Linked DNA regions of Capra hircus: region 1 is linked to region 2. The links are chromatin contacts, called in public Hi-C maps. All regions are on one chromosome and are shown on one strand. The core of a region is the stretch at or near the end of the contact, and the rest is flanking DNA. Distances in the headings are between cores, read along the strand shown. Region 1 overlaps PEBP4 (phosphatidylethanolamine-binding protein 4). Region 2 overlaps BIN3 (bridging integrator 3).

Evidence for each region. Hi-C and Micro-C count contacts between places; a contact is called where the count stands out from the background.
Region 1: a Hi-C map of blood shows a contact between it and region 2, with 3 times the contacts expected there. The contact joins two enhancer-like sites. A contact is called at or near these places in 2 of 5 Hi-C or Micro-C datasets (both in blood).

What each region holds. Positions count from the first base shown.
Region 1 is chr8:69,702,550-69,709,206 of ARS1.2, forward strand. All of the region lies in intron 4 of PEBP4 (phosphatidylethanolamine-binding protein 4), which reads right to left. Among named protein-coding and RNA genes, the nearest start is that of EGR3, 59 kb to the left of the region's middle. Within about 2 kb of position 4,257, at least 1 of the 5 cell types and tissues checked has an H3K27ac peak or open chromatin away from gene starts, as enhancers often do.
Region 2 is chr8:69,570,995-69,577,279 of ARS1.2, forward strand. BIN3 (bridging integrator 3) reads right to left here. Exons shown (of 8, transcript XM_018052318.1): 6 at 2,992-3,133; 7 at 2,666-2,800; 8 at 1-325. The coding sequence ends at 179. Among named protein-coding and RNA genes, the nearest start is that of CCAR2, 19 kb to the left of the region's middle. Within about 2 kb of position 1,402, at least 4 of the 5 cell types and tissues checked have an H3K27ac peak or open chromatin away from gene starts, as enhancers often do.

The DNA.
Region 1 (6,657 bases), core at 3,007-5,506, 130 kb after region 2:
TGAGTCAGGGAGGTGGGTGGGAATAACGTCAGGTAGTCTCCGGTTTCCCCACAAGCAAGCGCTTCCCGGGAGATGAGCCCTCCCTGCTTGGAAGCCGTGAGGCACTGACCACTTGCCATCACTGGGCACTCAGGACCACTCACAGCAAGTGAGTGACTGGGCAGCAGATCTGTCCAGAGGCTGGGGGTTGGATCAGATGGCCCATTAGGTCCCTTATAACTCTATAATTCCACACAGAGGACTCACCACACCCATGCCTCTTGGCTCTGCAGACCCACACTGGTCCACGGAGAGGCTAGGGGGCCCACTCTTGGGGCTGGGGAAAGGACAATCTGAGGTGCGGGTACAGAAGCGGGTATCCCACAGAGCTCTGCTGGAGTTTCTGAATTTGCTCCAGTGCTCTTGCTTCCCTGGAAGGAGGAGAGAGAATGGGGATGGTTGGAAAGGTCTGAAAATTGCTTTTTGGTTCTTCATGGGTTTGGCAAGAAAGCTGCGGGGTGTGTCCTGCCTTTATCATAGCTGGCAGCCCGGATTTCCCACAATACAATGAATGGGAGCCTGAGGTCTGGCTGGCTGGCACCTTCCAGGCATGTCTCTTGGGCCTCTGTGTAGTTTTCTGGCTTTAGATTGGTGGGCAAGAGGTCCCCTCTATGTGATGTCAGCCCTAGGAGCACAGTTGCCTTCCTGGGCTCATGACCTCCACCGACCCTGCTAGAGTGGAAAGTTATTCCCTTTCCAGCCCCTGCCCCTCCTCATCTCCTCCCTCCCTGAGAGGCAAGTCATTGTCCAGGGCCTGGCCACCAAACAGAGCACATGGATCAACTCCCTGAGATGGTTGCCATTTGCCTCCTTATCTGGACATCACCTCTCCTTCTCTTTGAGCGGATTCCCCGAGTGGGTGGGCAGCTGCCAACAGCCTATGGGAGCTCAGATGAGCCATGGCTGATGAGATCTGAAGAGAGTCCAGAGACCCCTTATTGAGGTCTACTCTCTCCCTTTCCTAGAGGAACCAGTTCAGGGTCCTGGTATCAAGGGGACCGCTTATAGGCAGCGTGGCTCTGGAACCTAGTTTTCCTGACTTCTAGTGTGAGATGACTTTTACCAAATTAACTCTTTCATTTCCCAGGGACTGAGATGTGCATGGGGTTGGGATTTGGAGAAACTGATCTGGGCAGAGTTTTCTCTTCTTTTAAGATCTAAGTGGATGGTTCCAGGCACATGTCTAGTGTTTACTAATTGCCTGTTGATTGATCTGCATCTCTGGGTACATCCTTTCTCTCCTCTTCTAGGAGAAGGAGGGGGCACACCCTTTGTTGTTGTTTAATCGCTAAGTTGTGCCTGACTCTTTAGACCCCATGGACTGTAGCCTGCCAGGCTCCTCTGTCCATGTGATTTTCCAGGTAAGAATACTGGAGTGGGTTGCCATTTCCTCCTCCAAGGGGTCTTCCCTACTCAGGGATCAAACCTGCATCTCCTGCATTTGCAGGCACATGCTGTAGAAACTGGTTTATACCTTCACTGCCCTCTTCCTCTGGATTCCCACTGCAATCAGGCAGTGAGAGGACGATGCCAGACAACCTTCTCCTCCATCACTGGAGTCACACTTTGCTCTCTCGCAGCTCCCTACAGCGCTAAGACCTGAGCCAAGGAATCAGACTAACCAGTGCAGCCACCCTGACTAACTGTTAGAGAAATAAACAAGATGGTATTGTGCCAAGGGGAGAGGAGTAACATCAAAAGTATCTCAGAGAGGAAGAAAGCCAAAGTTTTATATGAGATGCATGGATAGGGGAAGAGAGGGGGAAAAAAAAAACCCGCCTCGGTAATTAAGTTAATAGGTTTCTTAAAGAATGCCCTTGTGAGTGATGTTCAACACATTCAAGTGTTGACAAGAAGGTATTGAACTTGACGCCCACGCAGCGGGCAGAAGCATGCTCTCGGCTCTGACACACCTTCTTTGTCTGAAACTTGTAGTAAAATTCAGCGCTGGGTTGTGAAATCTGGTCCAGGGAATCCATGCTGCAGGGGCTCCAAGGCTGAGCCTCCTGCTTCTAGATGGGGTTAGGGTGGGTGAGGGTGGCTACCTTAAACGGAGGTCCCTAGATTAGGAGAGCAAACGTTAGGGTCCTCGATTCAGAGGCCTACAGAGGCTGTTATGTTGTAAAATCTGGGGGTCTCTGAGGGCCCGCAAGACTGTTTTCCACCCTTGCAGGTGGTCAGAATGAAGCTCTTTCCCTTCCTTCCCTCATCCTGTTGCCTTGGAGAACTTGGGTCTGATACTCAGGAACCTCTGTGTGGTCTTAGGGCTTCTCTACTGCCATGAACTAGTGGAATAATCTGGGTGAACTGGTGAATATGGTTTGTCCCTTTCTCTTAAGGAAAGAGGCCCCATATCATTGGGCTAGGGGAGAGGAGCCTCGCCTTGGAAGAGGAGGAGAGTAGGAGGAGAGGGAAGGGGAGCGTGTATGTGTGTGTGTGTATTTAAAGAAAACTTTGGGTTGCTCTTGTTTGAAACCACAGGGGCATAAATTAACCATTCCTAAAACAAAGGAGTGTCTCCTTTTGCCAAGCAGCCTGCCTCAAAGGCCCTGGGTGGGGACGGGGCTCCTTGCCTGCTGTGGGCTTATCAGCCTGCCTTCCTGCCCAGCTGTCATTCATCCCTCTTGTCATCAGCCATCTCTCATCCACCTTCTCTTTCTGTTACAAGAGGCTCAAACTTATCAGATGATCCGAGTTTTCAGGCTGGGACCTGAATTTTCAGGGACTCTGCCATGGTTACGGCGGCCAGATTTGTAAAGTGGAAAAACGGTGACATGGATGTCTTTGCGAAAGAGAGGTTCTTTCTTAGATACTTAGCAAAACACTTTGAAAATAAAATAACAGAACTCCACAGTTGTCTGGTCACATCTGAGGCTGTGAGAGTGAGCAGTTTGAAAAACTTGAATGGATGTCCACATTAATGGGTTTCCAGCTGGGCAGGAAGGCTAGCAATGCCCCTCACTTAAAGTCATATACAAAGGCTGGGTGTGTCTGTGATTGTGGTGGGAACAGTGGAGAAAATTGGAATTTCCCCTCATTCAAAAATGGCGGTCAAGAAGAAAACCCCTTCTTGCACCTAGAAAGGTTGGGTTAACCCTTAGCTTTTGTTCTTGGCACCAGCCCTTGTTCTAGGGGCTCATTTCTGCCTGGAGAAACCCGTTCCTACCCAGGTAATCCCATTCAAGAGATACAGGATCCTGGGGTTTGCACACACTTGTAAGACATCTTTTGTTTCTAGGAAAAGGGAACAATTTATCATCTTTCTCCCTCACTCCCAATGCACTGGGACATAGTATTAAAGAAAAGAGTCTGGGTTGAGCAGAAGATATCTGTTAATTTTACAGTCAAATTTCTCATTACTCCAGTACTCTCCTGTCCCCATTCTCTGTCATGGAGACATATGGTATTGCCCAATTTGAGTTTCCTAAGAGCAAACCATGAGGGTTAATCAGATTCCCCACTTGCCTGTGTGATGCAAGAGGCAGGTGGCCAGAGAATAGCCTGGTAGCCTGGTTCAGCACACTGTTAGTGAGTGCCTACCATGGATGGAGTTAGGGCTGGGGCTACAGGGCTGCAGTTCCTGTCCTTAAATAATTTTCAGCTCATGGGAGCTGCAGAGCTGCCTGAACCATCCCTGTCATCCCAGAGAACGTATGTGCCCTGTTCAGCGATCAGGAGGCAACTGATAGCATCCCAGGAACACACAGATTTCCAGAGAAGTCACTTCCTCGAGAGATTTCCCATTTCCTCCCACCTCCCAGCATCAAAACTAGGGTCACTGCATGGACTTCAACAATGAATCAGCACTGTAAAGGGCATCAGGGCAGACTTTTAGCTGGGACATCTTTTCACATCAAACTTGTTTTGAAAATAGTTTCTCCTTCTCTTGGAGACACCTAGCCAGAGAGAAGCAGACTCCTTAGTTTTGACCAAATAATGAAATCAGATCAGTGACACTGTAGTGAGTTTCATGAGGACAGTCGGTTTTGGGAGCACTGGAGAAGCTGGGGGGCTCCCGCAGCTGCCTAGTGCCTTAGGTTGAACCCTGAGGCAGAGCCCCTCAGAGAGGCCACCTTGCCAAAGTCCTTCCCAGGCCACTACTCCTTGTGGAGGAGGGCAGAGGGTGGGAGCCAGGCTCCTGGCCTACTGGCTTTGGTGTGCTGGTGGGTGGGAGGGTGGTGGGGCTCGATACTGGCGTTTGGACCAGACTTCCCCACCCCTGCGTGGGAGGTGTGAGGGGCTGGAGCTGGGAGGCAGGAAGTGAGTGCAGATGGGCTGGCCGGACAGCTGTGCGGGGGACAGAGCACATCTGTCGGGGTAAGTCTGGTGGGGCCCCTCCCCGCAATCTCCACACCGAGTCTACCCGTCCATCAGTAGGGTGTGGGCTTGGTTGGGGTCCCAAATGGGGAAAATGATGGAAAAGGAAAATCTGAAGCCAGAGGCTGGAGCTAGGGGTTAGTGAGGGTCTACATTCTCATGAAAAACAGAATGTCTGAGCTCTGGGGTCAGGGAGGGACGAAGGGCAAAGAGAAACCTGACAGCAGATGGATCAGACGCATTGGCCAGGATGGGCTTTGAGATGGCTCCTGAGTTCCCAGGGTCTGACGGCTCCTCTGCAAAGCTGCCTGACTCCTCACCTTCTGTGTGCTTCCCAAATGTCTTTGTTGTTGTTTAGTCGCTAAGCCATGTCTGACTCTTTGTGACCCCATGGACTGTAGCCCACCAGGCTCCTTTGCCCATGGGATTTCCCAGGCAAGAATACTGGAGTGGGTTGCCATTTATTTCTCCAGGGTATCTTCCCCACCCAGGGATCGAACCCGAGTCTCCTGCATTGGCAGGTGGATTCTTCACCACTGAGCTACCAAGGAAGCCCCTAAATGTCTTGCATTGTAGCGATTAAAGCCCCTCCTTTTTTCTGTCTCATCTACTAGACTGAGGGTATACTAAGCTCAAAGACCCACTCTTCTTCCTTGCTGAATCCTCTCAGAGTAGACACTCTTAGAAGCTTGTTGAATGAGTGCGTGAATGTGTGGCCTACATCAACCCAAGGTTTCCCACTTAATCCTTTAATTGTCTCTAATTGTCTGTAAACATTGCTGGGACAGCTTATTCCAAGTAGACACTCAGAGAGATCTTTGGGAGCTAAAAGCTGGATCAGGTTCTCATCAGGAATTTGCCTGGGGGCTGGAGGGTCGTTTACCCCTTTAGACTCTTTTCTAGGTAGCTGAGCACAGGGGAAAGGCTCGTTGTTCTGGAAACACACTGACGTGGCATCATGGCCACTTGCATGAGCACAGCTGCTCCTCTGTGCAAAGCTGTTTCTTGCCTGCTATGGAGCCAGAGAGGCAGGAATTATGGATTATGTGGATTTCTGCAAGAAGGGGCACCTAATATAATAGCTTCCCTGAATAGCTTCCTCCATTGCCTTTCTCTGTCTGGTTTTCACAGCATAGTGAAAGGAGATGGGGGACTCCCCTGGAGGTCCAGTGGCTAAGACTCCTTGCTCTCAATGCAGGGCCCTGGGTTCCACCCCAGCTCAGGGAACTAGATCTTGCATGCTGAAATGAAGACTGGAGATCTTGCAGGCCGCAACTAAGACTGGCAAAGCCAAAAAAATAAATAAACAAAACTAAATATTTTTTAAAAAGGAGATAGGAGTTTGAGTCCCAGCTCTGCTGTGTGGCCCCAGGTAAGTCATCTCTCTTCTCTGGGCCTCTGTGTTCTCATCTGTACAATGAGAAGGCTAGACTAGGCTATCTCTGAGATCTCTGCCAGTTCTTAATTGTCACAAATCTGGTAGGGCGATGAGCAGGGAACGTGGTCCTTGGTGTTATCACAGTCCTGTAGAGTCTGAGTTGGGGACTTTCCCTTCACTTATGTGTCTCTGGTGGCTCAGACAGTAAAGAATTTGCCTGCAATGTGGGAGATCTGGGTTTGATTCCTGGGTCAGAAAGATGCCCTGGAGAAGGGAATGGTTACCCACTCCAGTATTCTTGCCTGGAGAATCCCATGGACAGAGGAGCCTGGTGGACTACAGTCCATGGGGTCGCAAAGAGTTGGACACAACTGAGGGACTAAGCACAGCACAGCACAGCACTAGCAACTCACACTTTCACTTTCACACTTGGGAAGGGGAAGAAGGGTCCAAGAGGCCCTGCCCCACTCACAGACTCCTGCATTCACCCACTAGCTGCAATGATGACTCTTCCTGGATGAGTTAGTCAAGTCCTGCTTGGAGTCAGAGGCCTGTGTGAATGATTCTGAAACGTTTCCCAAACTTCTGCTCCTGTTTTCTATTATCCTGCGCGTGTAAGAGACGTGCCAATGGGGAAGAAGGAAGGATTAAAGTCCCACGGGCTTGGGGCCAAAATGGGACACATGTACTCTTCTCTAACATTATTTTTGTCATCATTGTCCTCATCCTCATTGTCCATTATTAATACTGTTGAACATTCTTCATTCAGCCATGAGCAAGCAGTGGGTGAGTTAATCAACCAGAAACTCCGGCCGCTAGAAGCCTGCAGTGTCCCAGGCATTTCTCAGGAAAGGTTGGTTTCTCCTGCCTGTATGCAGGGATTAAACCAGATCCTCAGGGACTTCCCTGGCGTTCCAGTGGTT
Region 2 (6,285 bases), core at 152-2,651:
AGCCTGCTAGGGCTCTTGGTGTCAGGCTTTCCCAGGGGCTGGGGAGGGGGAGCCACTGCTGTCCCCATACTTCTCCCAGGGAGGGGCCCTTTGCTGGCTGATGCCTGAGCTTTTGAGCTTTCGAAAAGGGCAGATGAGGGAGGCTGGCTTGTGTTCCAGAGTCTTCCCCAGGCCAGGCTCAGTCATCGGCCACGATGGAGAGGGCTCGGAGCTCGCTCAGCCTGGCCTCGTTCTCCCGCTCCCGCTGCTCGTCAGGGCAGCCGGGCTGGTCAAGCTGCTGGGTCAAGTCTCCAAAGATCTTGTGCATTTCTGAGTAGTACACGACCTGGGGATGGTAAGAGGAGAGGTCTGCAGGTGCTATGCTCAGGACACGGGGCCCCAAAGCACTGCACCCCTGGGATGGTGGGCAGAGAAGTTGGAGCCTGTGGGCTGGCCCCCTGCTGTTCTGTCACCTCCCCTCCACCACCGCCCTTCCCCTTGGACTGCAGGACAACCACGGCCCTGAGCCCTTCAGGAACGTTTGCTGCCCATTGCCTGGGTGCAGAGGGGAGTGACAGGTCCTTGGTGAGGTGGAGGCTTGAGCTCTCCAGGCAGCTGAGGGGAGAGGGCTGGGGGGAGTGGGTAGACCCTTGGATCCTGGGGGTGGGCCTAGGGAGTCAGGCACTTGAGGGGCTACCTGCTTTATGGAAGCCAGGAGAAGCTCTTGGCCATGGGGGAGAGGTCAAGGCAGCTCCCAGAGCCCTGGGACAGTCTTAGAGGTCAAGGTGAGAGGGGACACACCTTCCCAGCCCTGACCACCATCTCAGCTGCAGACCCAGGAAAGCCAAGCCAGAGACCAGGATTGTTCTGTGTCTCCTGCCCAGACACCAGAGTAGGAAGGCGGCCTGCAGGAAGGACGTGGGGGCAGCAGGCTGAGGAGTGAGGACCATCAGCCGGGGGCCCCTTCTGCCTCAGCCTCCACCTCCCAACCAAGTGAAAGCATGGGCTTTCAAGAAAATGTTCGATACTGCTTGAGCACCCTGAAATTTTACCAGCTCCAGCTCCAAGCTATCTCTGGGGAGGAGGAACTCTCCTTTTCCTGAGGCTTGCAGTGCTACTAGGGGCAAGGCCAGGTCACGTCGCCTTCCACACTCCCAGAGCTGGGTCTCCACTGGCTGAGGGGTAGTTGAATCAAGGTCTCCAAATCCTGTGTCACCCAAGGGGCTGGGGCCTGGGCTGGGGTGGTGAGGATGGATGGCTCCCTCCCCCAGCTCCCTGCCCCGAGCCGCACTGCGCAGGCTGAGTCACTCGGAATGCTCACTTCTGTGACTAATGACAGCAGCAGCCGCGGGAGGGGGAGGCTGGCGCTGACGAGGCAGTAAACAACCCCTCACCACCCTGCTGCCTGGTTACAGGGCACCCAGAGCTCCCTGCCTGGGCACTTGGTTTTCCTCCTGCACACAATGCAGGGTGGAGGGGCCATGCTGGGGGCCTGGGAGCACGGCACAGGAGAGGGAAGGCTAGGGCCTCCTCAAACCATTGCCCTTTGGCCCAGGGAGAAGCCCCTGGAAGCAAGCCTGCATGCACCTCCAAGGGCAGGGCCATCCCCACGCACTCAGCTCTCTGCTTCACTTTCCCTGCACCCCCGGGGTTCTGGTCACTAATGTTAATCCTGCTCAGGGCTCCGGATCCCATGATTCCCATGGGTTCTGGGGTTCTCCCAAGATAGGCTAGGAGAGAGAAACCTGGCTTTTCCTCAGAGTCTGCAACTGTGGACGCTGCAAGAACGAGTGTGTCCACTAGAGGGCGCCAGACACCCAGGCCAGGAGCTGAGGAGCTGAGGTTGGAGGCGGAGGGGGACATGCTGAGCCTTTAGCTTTGTTACCTGGTGGGAAATTGGCAGAATGCTGACTACCTGCTGTCACCTTGTGGAGGGAGTGGGAGGAGGCGGCGGGGTGTCCCACATATAGAAAACATTTTGGTTTTGGCACCTCAACCTTTTCCCGCTAACTGCTTGAAGAATGTGGGGCAGAGGAGGGCAGGAGCGACTCGGTCTTTATACCCTTGAGTGGCAGGAGGCATGGTTCCTAGGGCCACCTCAGTGCACCTCCACCCCAGCCCAGCCCAAGTGAGCCTACCTTTCCACCGAAAGTGGTGCCCCAGAGGGACTGCTGAGCATGGTTCTCTCCAGGGTTTAGGGACCCTGCCCAGGGTTGCTAAAGGGCAAGACACTCCCCGGTCTTCCACCGAAAGGGCTAATCAGGGTCTGTAGGAAAAGGCCTCTGTTCTTGACCTGAGCCCACCAGGCAAGGTACCTGCCCATCAGGGTGAGGCACTGTAGGTGCGGCCTGGTTTCTTCCTGCCCTTGTGGTTGAGCGGGAGTGGGGAGAACTTGAGGGAAGGACTCATGGATAAGGTGGGCCTTGTCCCAAGGCTAGGATTAACCACAAAGCAACAGATAAACCAAAACAGGAATTCTAGCCAACAACCAGAGGTGCCTGGATTCCTCCCCTCAGGCAGTGCTGGGGAGTTGATGGGGAGGGCGGGGGTGGTGGGAGAAAGTGGCTAAGCCCACTTCAAGTGTGTGTGGTGGGGCTGGGCTGGTCCGAAGCCCTCGGCCGCCTCCCCACCAAGGGAAGCAGTGCTGGGCCATCCTCCAGGGCAGGAGGGGTGGCAGCCGCCTCACCTGTGCTCTGATCAGGGACTCAAAGCTGGGCTGGAAGTAGTCCAGTCGGCTGTTGTAGAAGCGCGGCATCTCATCCAGGAGCTGCTTGTTCTTGGCCTCAAAGTCATCCCGCACTGGCCTAAGCTCTTCTCGGGCCTGGGGAGCAACACGCTGGGTGTCACGGCTCACCCAGAACCCTGACTGGGGCAAGATATGTGTGTGGGGGCGGTGGGGTGGGGAGGGTGGAGGTGTCACGACATCTGGTGTCTCGGCCCCTTGGTGAAGGAGGAACTTGCCGTGTGGGACCACACGGCTTTCGGTCCACCCCCGGCACTTCCTCCTGGTACCTGGTGGAGTTTGGCCAGTACCGGTCCCGTCTTCTCCTTCTCCTCGTACTTCTCCACCTTGGCTTGGAGCCTTCTGTAGTCCTGCAAGGCCTGCTCCCGCCGTTTCACTGCCATATTGAGACTTGGGAACACACTGCCGAACCTGGGAAGACAGGCCCGTTCTTAGAGCTGCAGGCTGGCAGTTCATCACTCATTCAGAAACACATACTGAGTGTCTATCAAGGACCAGGCTTCATTCTAGATCTTGGGGATCTTACTACGGATGAGACAGATGTGGCCCTGGCTTCAGTGGGGTACATGCTAAGAATATCACCGTGGGGTAAGGTCGGGGGAAGGAAGACAGGGCAAAGGGCCTCTCCATGGCCCCTAAGGAGACTCAGGGGGTCGTGAATGCAAGATGCCTAGGATGTGGCCACTGCCTTTTAGCCCCCACCTTGTATGACTCCACACATTTCAGAGTATGGAGGAGCTGAAGACTCCTTGGAGTATTTTTTTTTTTTTGACTTGGTACAAAATGATTCAGCTTCTATTAATTAGCATCATGCCTCTGAGAAGAAACAAAAGACAGACGAGCTAGCAGAACCAGGAGAGCTCCCTAGACAATCATGTAGGGACAGGGGTAGACAGGGCTCAGGAAGCCATTTGAGCAAATGGAGACACACCCTTCACGATTGGGCCTGGATCCAAGAGTGCTCCAGGAGCTGGGCCAAGGGCAGCCACTCTGAGGGCTGGTGTCAGAAAAGCCTGGAGATCAAGCTTCTGTCCAACATCTTCCTTTAAAAAAGTACAAGAGCTGAGACCAGAGAGATGACATGAATTGTCTAAGGTCACAGTTAGGTAGTGCGGGCCCAGCAGAGGTTCACTCCAGGGTCCCAGCTCTCCATCTGGCACCTCCCCACCGCCTCACACTGCCATGAGGTGCAACCATGCCTGCTCCCACATCAATCAGCCATTAAAGAAGAATGAAGTGATGCCAGCTGCAGCAAGACTGATGGACCTAGAGATGACGATGCTAAATCAGACGGAGAAAGACAAGTATCATATTGTATTGTTCATACATAGACTCTAAAACACGACATGCATGAACAAAACAAAACAGATTCGTAGACGTAGAAAACAAACTGATAGCTACCAAACGGCAAGAGCTGTCAGTCACTAAGTTGTGTCTGACTCTGCGACCCCGTGGAATGCAGTTTACCAGGTTTCCCTGTCCTTCACTATCTCCCAGATTTTGATCAAACTCATGTCCATTGATGAAGGGGAGGGGTAAATTAGGAGTTTGGGATTAGCCAGACACACACCGCTATATATAAAATGGATGAACAAAGTAGTTGTTGTTTAGTCACTAAGTTGTGTGGGACTCTTTGCAACCCCATGGACTGACTGTAGCCTGCCAGGTTCCTTTGTCCATGGTATTCTCCAGGCAAGAATAATGGAGTGGGTTGCCACTTCCTTCTCCAGGGATCATCTGGACCCAGGGATCAAACCTGCATCTCCTGAATTGGCAGGTGGATTCTTTACCACTGAGCCACCTGGGAAGCCCTTACTGCATAGCATAGGGAACTATATTCAATATCTTGTAATAACCTATAATGGAAAACAATCTGAGGAAAACAATCTGAAAAAGAATGTTTATAAAACACACACACACACACACACACACATACATATATAACTGAATGGAGAATTCCCTGGTTGTCCAGTGGTTAGCACTCTGTCTGCACTCTCACTGTCAAGAACACAGGTTCAACCCCTGGTTGGGAAACTAAAATCCCACAAGCCACACGGCATAGCCAAAAAATAAAAACAAAAAACAGAATCACTCTGATGATGTACACCTGAAACTAACATAACCTTGTAAATCAACTATATTCCAATAAAACAACACAACCTACTCCTGCCCTTTTCTACCAGTTCCACCAGAAACGCAAGAATCCGCATGTTCTGCTGTTGAAATGGCCAAACTGTCAGACCAAATGTTTGAGAAAAATGACTCAAGGAGCTCTGCCCCACCAGGACTAAAGCAACCACAGGGAAATGCTCTAGCAGCTGGTCAGAAAGAGCAGCAGCAGAGGCATGGCTGGCCACCGTAGGCACAGTCTTTGTGATGAAGGTCCTCTTTGACTGGGAAGGGCAACCTAGTCTTGAGACGAACCCAGGGCAGGACCACGTCCATGCTGCGTTCTCCTCGACTAATGAGCGTGGGAGGAGGCCGGGCAAAGCCATGAGTGGGTTTTCTGGAACTGGACAGAAAAAGGGTGGTTTGAACACTAAGCCTGAGTAGCTGGTGGAGATGCCACCTCCAGCTGAGAAGATGATGGCCCAGCGGTTATTCTATGGCTGACAAGCATGAAGAGGGAGGCTCAGAAAATAGAAGTTGGGGCAGAAAAAAGACTCAACAAATCAAGAGTGCAGTGACCTAAGAGTAGCGACCACTTCTGCCAGAGAACAGAGGACAGAAGCCTGACTGGAGCATAATGTCCCAAACAAAGCTATGGACCCAGGCAGTAAACTCGGATGAAACAAACAGGCCACTGAAGAGGATCCTTCTAACTGCCTGTGTGTCTGTAATGGGCTCACTGTGTAGCTGGAGATGCGAATGTGGGCCAGTGCAGCCACCCATCTCAGAATCCTTAGTCACAGGCCCCTGTACACTGTAATCAAACCAATACCCGAAGGACTGCTCTGCTGGGCAGAAGACTCAGGCCTACTCGGTGCTGGGCAAACTGGAGCAGATGGCCACCTCCACGACACATGGTCCCCCAGGTAGGGCTGGACACCTAGGTGGCTGAGACCTCCAGAGAAGATGGGACTCATCTCACCTCTTTGGCCTCAGGCAGTGCTACAAGGGGGTCTCAGGTGCTAGGGGAGCCCCTGTCCTTCCACCCAAACTGGACATGGAACACCAGCAGCTGCCCTGACTCTCTCATTAGCAACACCCCTGCCTGGCATCCCCAGTGTCCCGGCCTCTGCTCCATCTCTTTGGCTGCCCACGAGGTGGTGGGTGGGGGCAGGCACAGAGATAGGACAAGGACCAGGCAGGCAGAGAGCGGCAGACAGTTTCCTCGTCTTTGTCAAGGTGCTGTCACCTCAGCTCCTGTCCTTAGGAAGGAGGGTGCCATGACAAGGAAGCAGCGTGTGGGGGTAGATGTACAGCTCTGGACGGGCCACCATCCCACGGTCGGTCAAGCAGTTCTCACTACTCTGGCCCCAGAAGCACCTGAACCACACACAGCTCATAACCTCTCTTTCCCTGGTGGTCAACCAGGTAGTATCTCCAAGGCCAAGGTCAGA